2 separate regions of the Zea mays genome follow, and region 2 is linked to region 1. The links are chromatin contacts, called in public Hi-C maps. All regions are on one chromosome and are shown on one strand. The core of a region is the stretch at or near the end of the contact, and the rest is flanking DNA. Distances in the headings are between cores, read along the strand shown. Region 1 holds the start of LOC100191494 (oligopeptide transporter 9). Region 2 holds the start of LOC100280349.

Evidence for each region. Hi-C and Micro-C count contacts between places; a contact is called where the count stands out from the background.
Region 2: a contact with region 1 is called in a Hi-C map of ear, with 2.6 times the contacts expected there. The contact joins the promoter of LOC100280349 here to the promoter of LOC100191494 in region 1. A contact is called at or near these places in 2 of 25 Hi-C or Micro-C datasets (ear and leaf).

The regions. Positions count from the first base shown.
Region 1 is chr9:27,242,071-27,248,534 of Zm-B73-REFERENCE-NAM-5.0, reverse strand. It overlaps LOC100191494 (oligopeptide transporter 9), which reads right to left and starts at 3,354. Exons shown (of 5, transcript NM_001136926.3): 1 at 3,055-3,354; 2 at 2,486-2,967; 3 at 1,952-2,049; 4 at 600-1,428; 5 at 1-504. The coding sequence starts at 3,190. It overlaps LOC103638156 (pentatricopeptide repeat-containing protein At5g08510), which reads left to right and starts at 3,910. Exons shown (of 3, transcript XM_008661137.3): 1 at 3,910-4,891; 2 at 5,065-5,887; 3 at 6,081-6,464. The coding sequence starts at 3,953. The coding sequence ends at 5,160.
Region 2 is chr9:27,584,121-27,590,584 of Zm-B73-REFERENCE-NAM-5.0, reverse strand. LOC100280349 reads right to left here and starts at 2,510. Exons shown (of 6, transcript NM_001351833.1): 1 at 2,299-2,510; 2 at 1,926-2,165; 3 at 1,655-1,721; 4 at 1,351-1,559; 5 at 1,114-1,260; 6 at 638-927. The coding sequence starts at 2,129. The coding sequence ends at 805.

The DNA of each region.
Region 1 (6,464 bases), core at 2,105-4,604:
GCCGATGAGCACGGGCATGTTGACGAGCAGGATCCAGCTCTGGCTCGGGAACACCCGGTGCGCGAGCCACACGAGGAGGGGCGCGACGGCGCCGCCCAGGAAGAACCAGTTGACCGCCGAGTAGGTGCCGAGGTCGCCGAAGATCCTGCGCGGGCCGATGAGGCCCCAGATGACGGACGCGTCGTAGAACACGTGGTCCATGGGGCACGTCCAGGGGCTGTCGGCGGGGAGCAGCTCCGTGCTGCAGATGTTGGGGACGCTGTCCATGAGCCACCACGCCGTCCCGATGTACACGAGCGCCGCGATCAGCGTCCCCACCACCTGCGCCATGAACATGGTCCTCGGCGGGATCTTCATGTAGTGGCCCAGCTTGAAGTCTTGCAGGAAGGCCAGCGCCTGCGTCATGCTGATGTAGCCGTACACCTTGAAGCACATGTTGGCGACGGGACGGCCCGGGTACAGGTACCCCATGATGTATTCGGTGATGATGTTCAGGCCTGGAGTCTGCGTGCGTGCGTGCGTGCATACTCCAATTGATGACCTCACCTAGCTGTATATATGCATGTAGTGCTAATATAAGAGATCGTCGGGGTGGGTACCTGGTTCGTCGTCGCTGTGATGATCCCTATCGGGAGGGTGAAGAAGAAGGCGATGGCGCAGGCGAGCAGGACGCCCCACCAGGGCAGCTGGAGCTGCTCGATGTAGTACTCGCAGGCGAATATGGTGACGGCGACGTTGGCGACGAGGATGCAGATGAACCACCACTCGGGGACCTGCCTGTACCTCCTCATCAGCCTCGTGTGCACGTCCACCTTCTTCTCTTGGAACGCTGACCTGCTCAGCTGCCAGATCTCGCTCCCGTGGAAGAGGAAGACGTGCACAACCGTGGCGGTGAGGGACGCGAAGCCGACCCCGTAGGTGACGGCGAAGAAGGTGCTGAGGTAGAGCGGGCCGTTGCGCTCGTATGCCTCGGTGTCGAACCGGAAGTTGGAGTCCACGATGCTGGAGATGTTGTACGTCTGCCCGGCGGCGGTGAAGAGCCCGTCGGAGAAGATGGGGAAGCTGCGCGCCCCGTACAGGCCGAGCCAGTAGTACGCGGCGGGCGTGATGACGTACATGATGAGGACGAAGCCGGCGGCCACGTTGGCGGTGGCGAACCAGGGGCTGGCGAGCGGGCTTCCGAGGTAGGAGGAGATGGTGGACCAGTCGAGCCCCACCGCGCCCACGCCCAGCCCGCTCAGCCCCGACCCCAGCTGCTGCGCCACCACGGAGCGCGGGAACGCCCAGCAGAGCCACGACAGGGAGGTGAGCATCTGGAACAGGTAGCCCGGGAAGACGTAGTAGGCGAAGCTGCAGACGAATGCCACCAGGAAGAACTGGTTCCGCGTCATGCCTCCCTTCACGCGCCGCTCCTTCTCGTGGAGCGCCCTGGTGATCCAGCACACACGTGCGGAGCGGAGGCCAGTGTGTTTGTGTCAACTTCCTTGTCACCACTGGAGTTTTTAGTGGCAAAACAAAACAAATAATGTACATCCGTATGAATCTGTAAGAATCTTGAATAGTCCCTTTTCGGCCTTGGATGCAAGCGAGCTCCAAGCCGACGTGGCATATCCCATGCCACGTGATCCACGCGCCATTGTCTACCTTGGCGACGTCCTTATGTCTTTATGCTGAATCAGAACGCCAAACACACACATTGCTTACCACATCTCTCCTCGCTCACACCCCTATTGTAGATCCAATCAAGCAGTACACAATCAACTAATCAATGATAGCTTCTACTATTTTCGTTCTCGAATATTTGTTATTCGCTGGTTCATTTTTTATCTAAAGCGTAACAAATAAAAAAACAGAGAGCTGATACAAAATAATCGTATTCCCTCTGCTCCAAAATTAAAATAATCGTATAACACACATATTGGCCAGAAACGGTTGGGGAGTTGTGGTGTACCTGAAGAGGGAGACCTGCACGAGGTTAGACGGCCACCACATCGCCGCCGGCTCCACCAGGTACCGCCGGAATATTCCCGCCCAGCCGAACCCCAGCACCTGCGTGCACACAACACGTACGTGACGAGAGACACACACATCGTATGATTGGTTCCCTGCATCTGCCAAGTATATGCAGTCGCGGATACTTAAAGCATCTCTTGTTTGGTTTGCTGCATGGACCAACCAGGCTCTAGACATGCAAAACTTAACTCCCAGCCAGGCTCTCTCGGTGCGCGCGTGAGGAGCATCGCTGCATGTACAGGCTGAGTTCATGCATATGTGAGTCTGAACACACATTTCTGTATGAATCTAAACAGCTAACCAAACAAGAGTCTCTTGTATATGTTTAGCCTGTTTAGTAGGAGCCTGGTTCTTCTCGTATATGCTCATGTGGTCAGGCTCTACGTATCCGTGAACCAAACATATGGACAGTGGCGCTAGCTAGCCGCGCACTGCACACACGCATTCCCCTTGCACCAGCTTTCCTACCTACCTGGGTGGTGAGCACGACGAGGAGGGAGACGAAGAAGGTGATGTGCTTGCCGTAGAAGACGCGGACGGCGGTGATGACGTGGATGGCGTAGACGGTGCCGGCGCCGGAGTTGGCGAAGATGGTGACGAGCACGTGCTCCTTGACGCTGAAGGGGCCCGGGTTGAGCGAGAACTCCCAGCGGGTGCCGCGGAGCACGGCGCGCGCGGGGAGCGCCGCCGCCATCAGGCGGCCCAGCGGCACCACCGCGATCTGCGCCGAGATGGCCGTGATGGTCAGCGGCTCCTTGCGGTACCAGAAGAACTGGTTCAGGAACGACAGCAGCGCGCACGACGCCGTGCCCAGCACCCACATCCGGAACGTCAGCACCGGCGTCGACGGGTCGTCGCCCACCGGCACCGTCAGCGCCACCTGCTCGATCGGCGAGTTCTCTGGATCGTCTCCCTCCGACGGCGACGGCGACGACGTCGTCGCCGCTTCCACCACTGCAACATCGATCGTTAGTTAGCAGGGTGAAGCGTGGGAATCAGGGAATCAACCAATCAACTACGAGGAGGATCGTAGGTGCTTACGGAGCGGTGTGGTGATCTGGTCGTCGTCGCCTCCGTCGCCATGGTGGTGCCCTTCTTCCCGTTGCTGGTCCTCTTCCTGGCGAGGAGGTGGAGGGGAGGATGCCATGGTAGTAGTTGCTCGCGGGGGATGTGGCATGTGCGCCTACCTGTCCTGGCCTCTTGGGGTCACATGCACACCCCTGCTGTCTGCTAATACTGCTGCACTACTGTTTTTTCTGTTTCTGCATTTTTTTTGTGGGACAGGGATGTCTATGGAAATATCTACGTGCCAACTCGCTCATATTCTTGCTACCTATCGCGTGTTAGGTCCTTGTGATGCCGTCTCCTCTCACATGTGCACATCATGAAGCAACGTCTCTATTTTTCTATGAATTTGAATTTATTTAATATGCTCGTGGTTGGTAGGTTCATTGGTACTCCGTAGTAGTTTACAATTCAGACGCTTCAGTGCCGTCGTGTCACAACAATTGCGTCGCATCAGACTAGCTGGAGAAGGGAGAGATGAATATGCCCTTTTGGACGGTTCCTCGTTGCCATCAGAATTCAGAAGCAAGGGGAGGGAATCTCTGAATCGTTGAAGCAGCTAGGGAGGGCCCTTGCCGCTACGGTCCCTGTCAGTCCAGCGCTAGCTAATGAATGGCCATGGGCCACTTGACCTAGTTTTATTTTGATGGACCAAAATATAAACTAGTACAATTATTACAATCGTATACTCATAACTCATGGACGAGACGAGACGAGACCACTCACTAGACAAGGCCCAGGCCCAGGACGCCAGAATGGAGTCGTACAACACGCTCGGCCCATGGGCTAAGACTCAGATCTCGGTGCGATTAATCCATGATGACAGCAGGGACGAGAGGCGGGGCCCATCGGCAGAACCCCTCTGACGGCGACGATGGAGGAAGCCAAGCGGCTGCACGCGCGCCTGCTCCGCCGTGGGGAGCGCCGCCTGCAGCCGCTACTCCTGCGCGTGCTGGCGGCGGGGGAACTGCGCTACGCCGCGCGCCTTCTCGGCTCCTGCCCCGCGTCTCCGCCCTCCGCGCCGCTCCACAACCGCCTGCTCCACGCGCTGGCCGCCGCGCGCCACCCGCTGCTGCTCCCTTGCTTCGCGCGCGCGCACCGCCTCCGCGTCCTCACCCCGCTCTCCTTCACGCTTCTCCTCTCCTCCGCCACCGCCACGGCCGCCGCGTGCGCGCACGCTTTGCTGGCCAAGTCCGGCCACGCCGCGGCGGCGCCCGGCGACCCGTTCCTCGCGTCCGCGCTCGTCTCCTCCTACGCCAGGGCGGGGCTGCTGGCGGAGTCCCGCAGGGCGTTCGACGAGCTGCCTGCCGGGGCCGGGGCCGGGGCCGCGGCCGCGCGCAACGCGATGCTGTCGGCGTACGCGCGAGGCGGGCGCGTGGGCGACGCGGAGCGGCTGTTCGCGGGAATGCCCGACCGGAGCGTGGTGTCGTGGACCGCGATGGTGTCGGGCTACGCGCAGAACGGGAGGCACGAGGAGGCGGTGCGCACGTTCCTGGACATGTGGGACGGGGCCGGGGTGCGGCCCAACGAGCTCACCGTCAGCAGCGTCCTGCCCGCGTGCGCTGCGCTCGGGGCCCTCGCGCTGGGGAGGAAGGTGGAGCGCTACGCCAGGGGGAGAGGGATGCTCAGGAACGTCTATGTCGCCAACGCCTTGGTCGAGATGTACGCCAAGTGCGGCAGCATCCGCCGGGCTTGGAAGGTGTTTCGGGGCATGGGGACGCGGAGGGATCTTTGTTCTTGGAACTCCATGATCATGGCGTTTGCCGTGCATGGCCTCTGGACGGAGGCGCTGGCCTTGTTTCATAAACTGAGGGTGAGGATGTCTTGCTTGCACTTCTCTTCTTATCCCTGCTTCATTCGCTTTGCATCCAGCTTGGTTGACCAAATATGCTTCGAAGCACCAAACTAGTGACCAGTAACCTTAAATCCAGATTATGCACCGTAGTTGGTAGGGCTGGAGCTGATTTTACTCTGTTTAGATGACAGGGGCAAAACCAGATGGCATTACATTTGTTGGAGTCATTTTGGCCTGTACTCATGGAGGCTTGGTGGATGAAGGCAAGCTGCTCTTCAACTCGATGAGAGGGGAGTTCGGTCTTAAGCCAAGAATCGAGCACTATGGTTGCATGGTTGACCTGCTGGGGCGTGCTGGCCTGTTAAAAGAAGCTGACAGTCTGATCGCGAGCATGCCAATGGAGCCTGACGCCGTAATTTGGGGAGCCCTGCTTGGAGCCTGCAGCTTCCATGGCAACTTTGAACTAGCGGAAATAGCAGTGGAAAAACTAATGCACCTGGAGCCACACAATACAGCTAACCTAGTGATTCTTTCGAATATATACGCGTCATGTGGCAAATGGGACGGTGTTGCCCGGGTGTGGAAGCTGCTAAAGGAAAAAGATCACAAGAAATCTGCTGGGTACAGCTTTATTGAGTTAGATGGTAGGATGCACAAGTTCCTGGTTGAAGATAAGTCGCATCCAAGATCTGAGAAGGTATATGACGCCCTGGATAGCATCACGCTGGCCATGAAGCTTGTCAGCTTGGAAAATCCTGAAGTGGAAAGCTGATTTTAACGTCACCATCTTCTATCCCTTTTATTTATGGGAGAAGAAACTGAGAAAACCATTTGAGATTGGTCATGGACTTCTTGCTCAGATCCTCCATATCAAGTGAATGCACCACCTGAATATCAATGGATTTTTCCTCTACTACGAAATGGTCATTTCTCTTGTTCTTACAATGAATAATTCAGAGGTGCAAGTGCACCAGACAGATAGAAGCATATCATTGCATGACATACCCAAAGCAGGTGAATTCCTCTGCTTCTCTTTTAAGTTATGAAAATCTGGATCCTACATGCAAGTTATTAAATGAAACTGGAGAACAATTTATTACAAAGAAAGCTTATATGCTTTGGTGGTTTAGTTTTCATGTAGTGTATGCTTTCTGCTTTGCTGCATTTATCTAAGTACCTCACTAACTTGTCGTGTTTACCGTGGCAGATCATCATGGAAGACACTAGAGGAACTTTCAGACTGTGGGGTTATGCATGAGATTGGTTGGAACTATGACGCAGGAATGACCGGGGTTGTATACCATATTCTCATGGTTGCCTTCACTTGGCAGCCGTGGTTTGGAGCGCACCCTCATATTGGGTGCAGCCTTGGAAGCAAGGCAAACATGCCCCCCGTCCGCCTTTGCAGTATATGTTTTGGCATGCTTCATTGGATTTACCGTGTTCCTTAGTTTTCTTTTATATATATAGCTGCGGCTCATATGTTGAACAAGTTTACAGCTTTTATCTGAGCACTTCATTTGTGCACTATGGATCAGTCTGGATTCTATCAAACTTGGAAATGACTGCTGCTTCTTAAGGTGTGAACGCA
Region 2 (6,464 bases), core at 1,261-3,760, 340 kb before region 1:
CAGGGGGGACGAACAAAGTACACTCGTTAACTTGTAACTACCAACGATGAATAAGGTCCTATTGTCACCTGGACATTCTTTCGAAAATTTGAATCCTCTGATGGATCTTCCATGGATAGCTTCTGCGGCCTCTTCTCAGACCTCTTCAGCAAGTTTGTTATCTCATGTGTGAGAACCTCAATCACTCGCTGGTTGCCTCTGCAATCACCAAAGGATGGCATCAAGGCTTTGGCATGTTCAGTGTGGTTCATCAGATGTGTTTGATCCTCCTGTTGAAGGACATGCTGCAAACTACAGTGTGAAGGGGTATCTCAGTTGGTCATACTGGGTGCAATGGGCAGAATGGAAGTAGCGCTGTCGCCAATATTGCAAGACCAAACATAGAGCATGTTAATGGTACCATGAGCCAAAATATCGGTGGAGGTGGCATTGTAAGTGGGAGTGGCAATGACATGTATCAGAATCGGTTCTCCCAATGAGCAGCTGCATTGAACAAATTCAGATTGGGGGCGGAAAGATCATGTTTCCAAATGAAAACAAGTTGGGGTTTGCATTCCCTGTTTCCTTGAAAAAGAAATGTGACTGTTGCGTGAGATGCAAAATAGGTCTCTTGTGCGAGATCAAGCTCAATGAACTTGGCTGTGGCGAACACTTTGTAAGCTATGTTGACTTGAACACAAACAAAATTGTGAAATGAAGGATTGGACAAAACTTTACTGTGCTTAGCACAAGGTACACGAAGAATAGCAGCACTGGTTATCAGTTATCACAACCAGAGTTGTTTCTACTGTATACAAGTATTCCCTAATGTCTACTCCCTGGATAGAAGAAGTCAGCACCGTTTTCTTTCACTTTGAAATGGAAGTTCCAAACTTTCTGTGCTTTTGCCCTTTGCTCGCTGAATGTACCCTTGTTCACAACCGCCAGCTGCAGAAACATTTCAACCGCTTCAGAATAAAAAGATTTGTCTCAGGGCAAAATGGAAGACGTTAAACATGAAGATAAGATCAAGTAATGCAAATTCATCAACCTACCAGGTCAACGAAAAGAAACCAACTAAGCCATCATGTTACATCTCAAACTTAAACAAATATGTAGGATCCGGAGCCTAACCTGTCCATGAACATCAGCAGCCAAACCAGTGCTTAAAGGTGCTGCTTTAATCACAAGATCCGCAATGTAGCGCAGATGTAAAAGGAGACCCATGTTCTCCTCATTTGCGTATATATCCTCGTGAATGAGGATCACTAGCTTGCAATTCTGTCAGGACATGAATAAAGTGTAAAAGACATGACCATGACTTAGCCATCAGCAGTAGTTACTGTAATGTTTGATTGGTCAATAATTTACCATCTCAGACGTGAGTGTGAAACAATAGTGCAAGAAATCCAGCACATCGCTTACAGAACCAAGGGCCACGACTTCCAACAGGGAAGCGTCGTCTATAACGATGGTGAACTGGCCTTCATTTTCTCCAGCCCTGTTTGCCTCCACCAGTCTTTGAATTTCATTGTACAATAGAGCAAAGCTATCAGCAATGGTGCCTTCCCTTGCTCCACCTGCAGGTAAAGAAACGTACTGAATGGCACCTCCCTAACTAGGAATCGCCCAACATTATCTGAAAAATGCACACTGCAATAAAATGACGGCTTGCCTGGGAATCCTAGCAATTCAAAGAAATGAAGCCTCTCATTCCTCCTATGCAGGGAAAGGTTACAGCCCTGGCAAATTCCCGAAGACCAAAAAAGATGGATATAAATGCAAATGTGTAGATTTTGACTAGAGCAATCCGGTATGCATTTTCCAGTATGCACGCTGTTGTAACAGTGAAGCTAACATAGGCAGCCCGGCATGAAGCCGGTAAGCACAAAACGTGTTTGACGAAATGCCGGTGAGGTGAAGAGGGGGCGGGGGGCGAGCGGTACCATCTTGCGCAGGACGCGATCGTAATGGGAGAAGGGCTGCGCGAGGGCGAGGAAGGCAGCGGAGCCGCAGCCGGCGAGCGCGCGCTTGAGGAGGAGGTGGAGGACGAAGGCCCCCGGTGCTTCCACGCAATCCTCTACCACCACGACCTGCGCCGCAGATCCCATCGCCTCGCACAGGAGGTCTTCCGCTCCGTGCTCCTCCATGGTCCCCTAGCAAACACCTTTCACCGGAGAAGCAAACTTCCACCGAGAAGCAAACACCTCCGTCAGGTTAGGGTTTGAAGTGCGTGAGCCGTGAGCGTGATTAATCTTTTCAAATCCTGTCCAAAACTCTAAATTGAAACACTAATTTATCCGAGCCTGTTTAATTTACCATAGAAGACTCGGCGCTCGGCGGCGGCTCGGCTGCTCGGCGGTGGCTCGGCTGCTCGGCGACTTGCTGCTCGCTGCACCGTATTCTAAGGACGTCTGGTGGATGCCGGAAGCCGGAGCTCGGATGGCCTGCAGCCCTACACGAGCACGGCTGGAGCTTCAAGCTTGGCGGCTAGGGTTACAAACTTGGAGACAAGAGAGAGTGAGAGAGAGAGACCGACTGACCGCGCGAGACTCAGAGGGCGAGAGGTATAGAGCCGTACGTAGGCTGTTCGCTTGGAGCTGGCCTGAGTCCTGGGCCGCTTGGCGCCTTGCTAGTTGCTGCTGACGCGTTGATGGCTGACCCCGCGAAGTAGTGATTCAGTGAACAAGTAGAAACCCCAAGGAGGCTGGACGCTAGCCGTTGGGATCTAGGATGCGTCCACTGTTTGGGTCCACATGTCATATGTCCATCGGGTGACGAATATGGATAGCCGATATCCATACCTGCGAAATTATTACATGTGGATATCATATAGTATCCATATCCGTACCCGCGGATATAAAACTCCATCATATCCACACCCAACGAGAATATTCGTACCCACTGCCATCTCTAAGCGTGACTCTGTGTGAGTGGGAGCGGTAGGGGCGGGGGACACCAATGCCAACTAGTAGTTGGGCCACGGGGAAGACGCAAGGTTGGGCTAGGCGGGGGGGAGGGCTGGCTGGTGGTGTGTGGTTCGCTATCAAGGAGTAAGTTTGTGAGATGGGCTGGACTAGTTGTCCAATGGGCTATCTAAGTGTAATGCTTGTTTGTTTGTTTTTTTTGCTTCATTTTCATTCATGAAGACAAAAGCTTCTTCCTAGACCTAGACGAGAGAGAGAGAGAGCTTCTGCAGGATCTATCCATATTGGCAAACTGTCGACTTTCCCCGTTTCCCGGTCTCTCATTCTCTGTCCAACTACCGTTTCTGTATGAATGGGAAACCGAAAAGAGAGTGTTGCAATATATTCCTTCCTGAGCAGTTCACAATGTGTCAGCATAGCACAGCCAGAAGGAAACAGATGGATTTGAATTGCTTTCAGGCTAAGAGAGCACATCGGTCTGGATTGCTTTCAAGCTTGCGCCGATCCCTGTAGCGCAAACCAATAATACATTTTGAGCAGCCATAGCACTTGTATGCAAATTACTCATCCGAAGAGCACCTAATATAATGCAGTTCACTCACTAATCCTAATAAAACATGACATCCTCACTCACACCAAGTCCGTTCCTACTTAGTCCTTGTTCGATTATTCCCACTGCACATGAATCGGATGGGATTGGAAAAAATTAAGAATAAGTTTGACTTGTTTGAGATTCAAACTCATCCAATCTCACTCAATCCATGTGTATTAGGAATAACCGAACAAGACCTTAACAGGCTAACAGCATCAGAAAAAACAACAATAGAGCGATGGGATCAAGAAGACCATGGCGCTGTCTCAAAGCAGCCGATGAGGACGGTGTAGCTCCCCATGGAGACGACGGTCCCGATGAAGAACATACCGAGGAACGCGGCGCCGGCAGCGCGCGACAGAAGGGTGAGCGCCGGCAGGACCATCATGAGCGCGTCCGGCTGCAGGCCGTGGACGATCCCGGTGGCAAACATGGCGAAGCTGACCTCCTTCTTGTCGGCTCCCCATGTTATTAGGTGCTTATTTTATATTACTGTTTAGCTTTTTATCCAATCTCTACCACTTATTAAGGCAGTAAGGGGTAGGTTGTCATACCGTGTTCTTCCATTCCCATTCCATGTTCTGTCTTTCCATTCCCTCTCCCTGCACAGTTGTCATTCTCATTTATTGTTCTGCCTTTCTCATTCTCCCCTCCCCGCACAGTCCATTCTCATGTTCTGTCAACGTACATCTCACGCCTAGCTAAAATTAAATTAAAAAAACACAAATGGCTTCAAGGGCATTTGAACCCACAACCCCTCAAGCAAATATGCTCGTAGCTACCACTATACCACATGTGTGTTTATATTTACGTCTATTACAGTAAAAACATCTATTACATCTCTCTCGAAGCCCACTTGCTACCCTTGCACAATGTGTAGTAGTTGAAAGTCGCCTAGAGGGGGTGAATAGGCAAATCTGAAATTTATAAACTTTAAGCACAACTACAAGCCGGGGTTAGCGTTAGAAATAAAGTTGAGTCCGAAAGAGAGGGCGAAAACAAATCACAAGCAAATGAAGAGTGTGACACGGTGATTTGTTTTACCGAGGTTCGGTTCTTGCAAACCTACTCCCCGTTGAGGTGGTCACAAAGACCGGGTCTCTTTCAACCCATTCCCTCTCTCAAACGGTCACTTAAACCGAGTGAGCTTTTCTCCTCAATCAATTGGGACACTTAGTCCCCACAAGGACCACCACACAATTGGTGTCTCTTGCTTTGATTACAATGGTGTTGAGAACAAAAAATGGGGAAGAAGAAAAGCGATCCAAGCAATTAGAACTCAAATGAACACAAATGTCTCTCTCTCACAAGCCACTAAATCTTTGGAATGTGTTTAGGACTTGGAGAGGATTTGATATTTGCTTTTGTGTCTTGGAGTGAAGTCTAGAGCTCTTATATTGAATGTGATGGCTGAAAATTTGGATACCTTGAAGTGTGGTGGTTGGGGGTATTTATAGCCTCAACCACCAAAGTGGCCGTTGGAGAAGGCTGCTGTCGAAGGGCGCACCGGACAGTCCGGTGCGCCAACCACGTCACCCAATCGTTAGGGTTCGACCGTTGGAGCTCTGACAAGTGGGGCCACCGGACAGTCGGGTGGCGCACCGGACAGTCAATGTTCACTGTCCGGTGCGCCTTCTGGCGCTTGCTCTGACTCTGCGCGCGCTGTCCGCGTACTGTAGCTTCACTGTTTACTTTTGCAGATGACCGTTGGCGCTGTAGCCATTACTCCACATGGCACACCGGACAGTCTGGTGAATTATAGCGGAGTGGTATTTCTAGAAACCCGAAGGTGGCGAGTTCGAGTTGATCCACTCTGGTGCACCAGACACTGCCCGGTGGCACATCGGACAGTCCGGTGCGCCAGACCAAGGCAACCTTCGGTTTTCTTTTGCTCCTTTCTTTTGAACCCTATCTTGGACTTTTTATTGGTTTGTGTTGAACCATTTGGCACATGTAGAACTTATAATCTGGAGTAAACTAGTTAGTCCAATTATTTGTGTTGGGCAATTCAACCACCAAAATCATTTAGGAAAAGGTTTGACCCTATTTCCCTTTCAATCTCCCCCTTTTTGGTGATTGATGCCAACACAAACCAAAGCAAATATATAAGTGCAGAATTGAACTAGTTTGCATAAGGTAAGTGCAAGGGTTACTTAGAATTAAACCAATTTACATTTCATAAGATATGCATGGATGCTTTCTTCTTATTTAGCATTTTGGACCACGCTTTGCACCACTTGTTTTGTTTTTGCAAATGTTTTTAGAAATTCTTTTTCAAAGTCTTTTTGCAAATAGTCAAAGGTAAATGAATAAGATTTCGAGAAGCATTTTCAAGATTTGAAATTTTCTCCCCCTTTTCAAATGCTTTTCCTTTGACTAAACAAAACTCCCCCTCAATGAAATTCTCCTCTTAGTGTTCAAGAGGGTTTTAGATATTTATTTTGAAAGAGGTCATACCAATTTGAAATTATATCAAAAATAAGATACCAATTGAAAAACTTCTTTAATACAAGTTGAAGAGCTGCATTTAAACATTTTTGAAATTGTTGGTGGTGCGGTACTTTTGCTTTGGGCTAATACTTTCTCCCCTTTGGCATGAATCGCCAAAAACGGATACTTTGTGAGTGAAATGTGAGCCCTTCTTAAACTCTCTTCCCCTTTGGCAAAGAATATATGAGTGAAGATTATACCAAATTGGAGAGTGGTGCGGAGTGACGGCGAAGGATGGATAATTCGACGGAGTGGAGTGGAAGCCTTGTCTTCGCCGAAGACTCTATTTCCCTTTCAATCTATGACTTAGCATGAAATACACTTGAGAACCACATTAGTCATAGCACATGAAAGAGATATGATCAAAGGTATATAAATGAGCGATGTGTGCAAAGTATCAATCAAAATTCCTAGAATCAAGAATGTTGAGCTCATGCCTAAGTTTGGTAAAGGTTTTCTCATCTAATGGCTTGGTA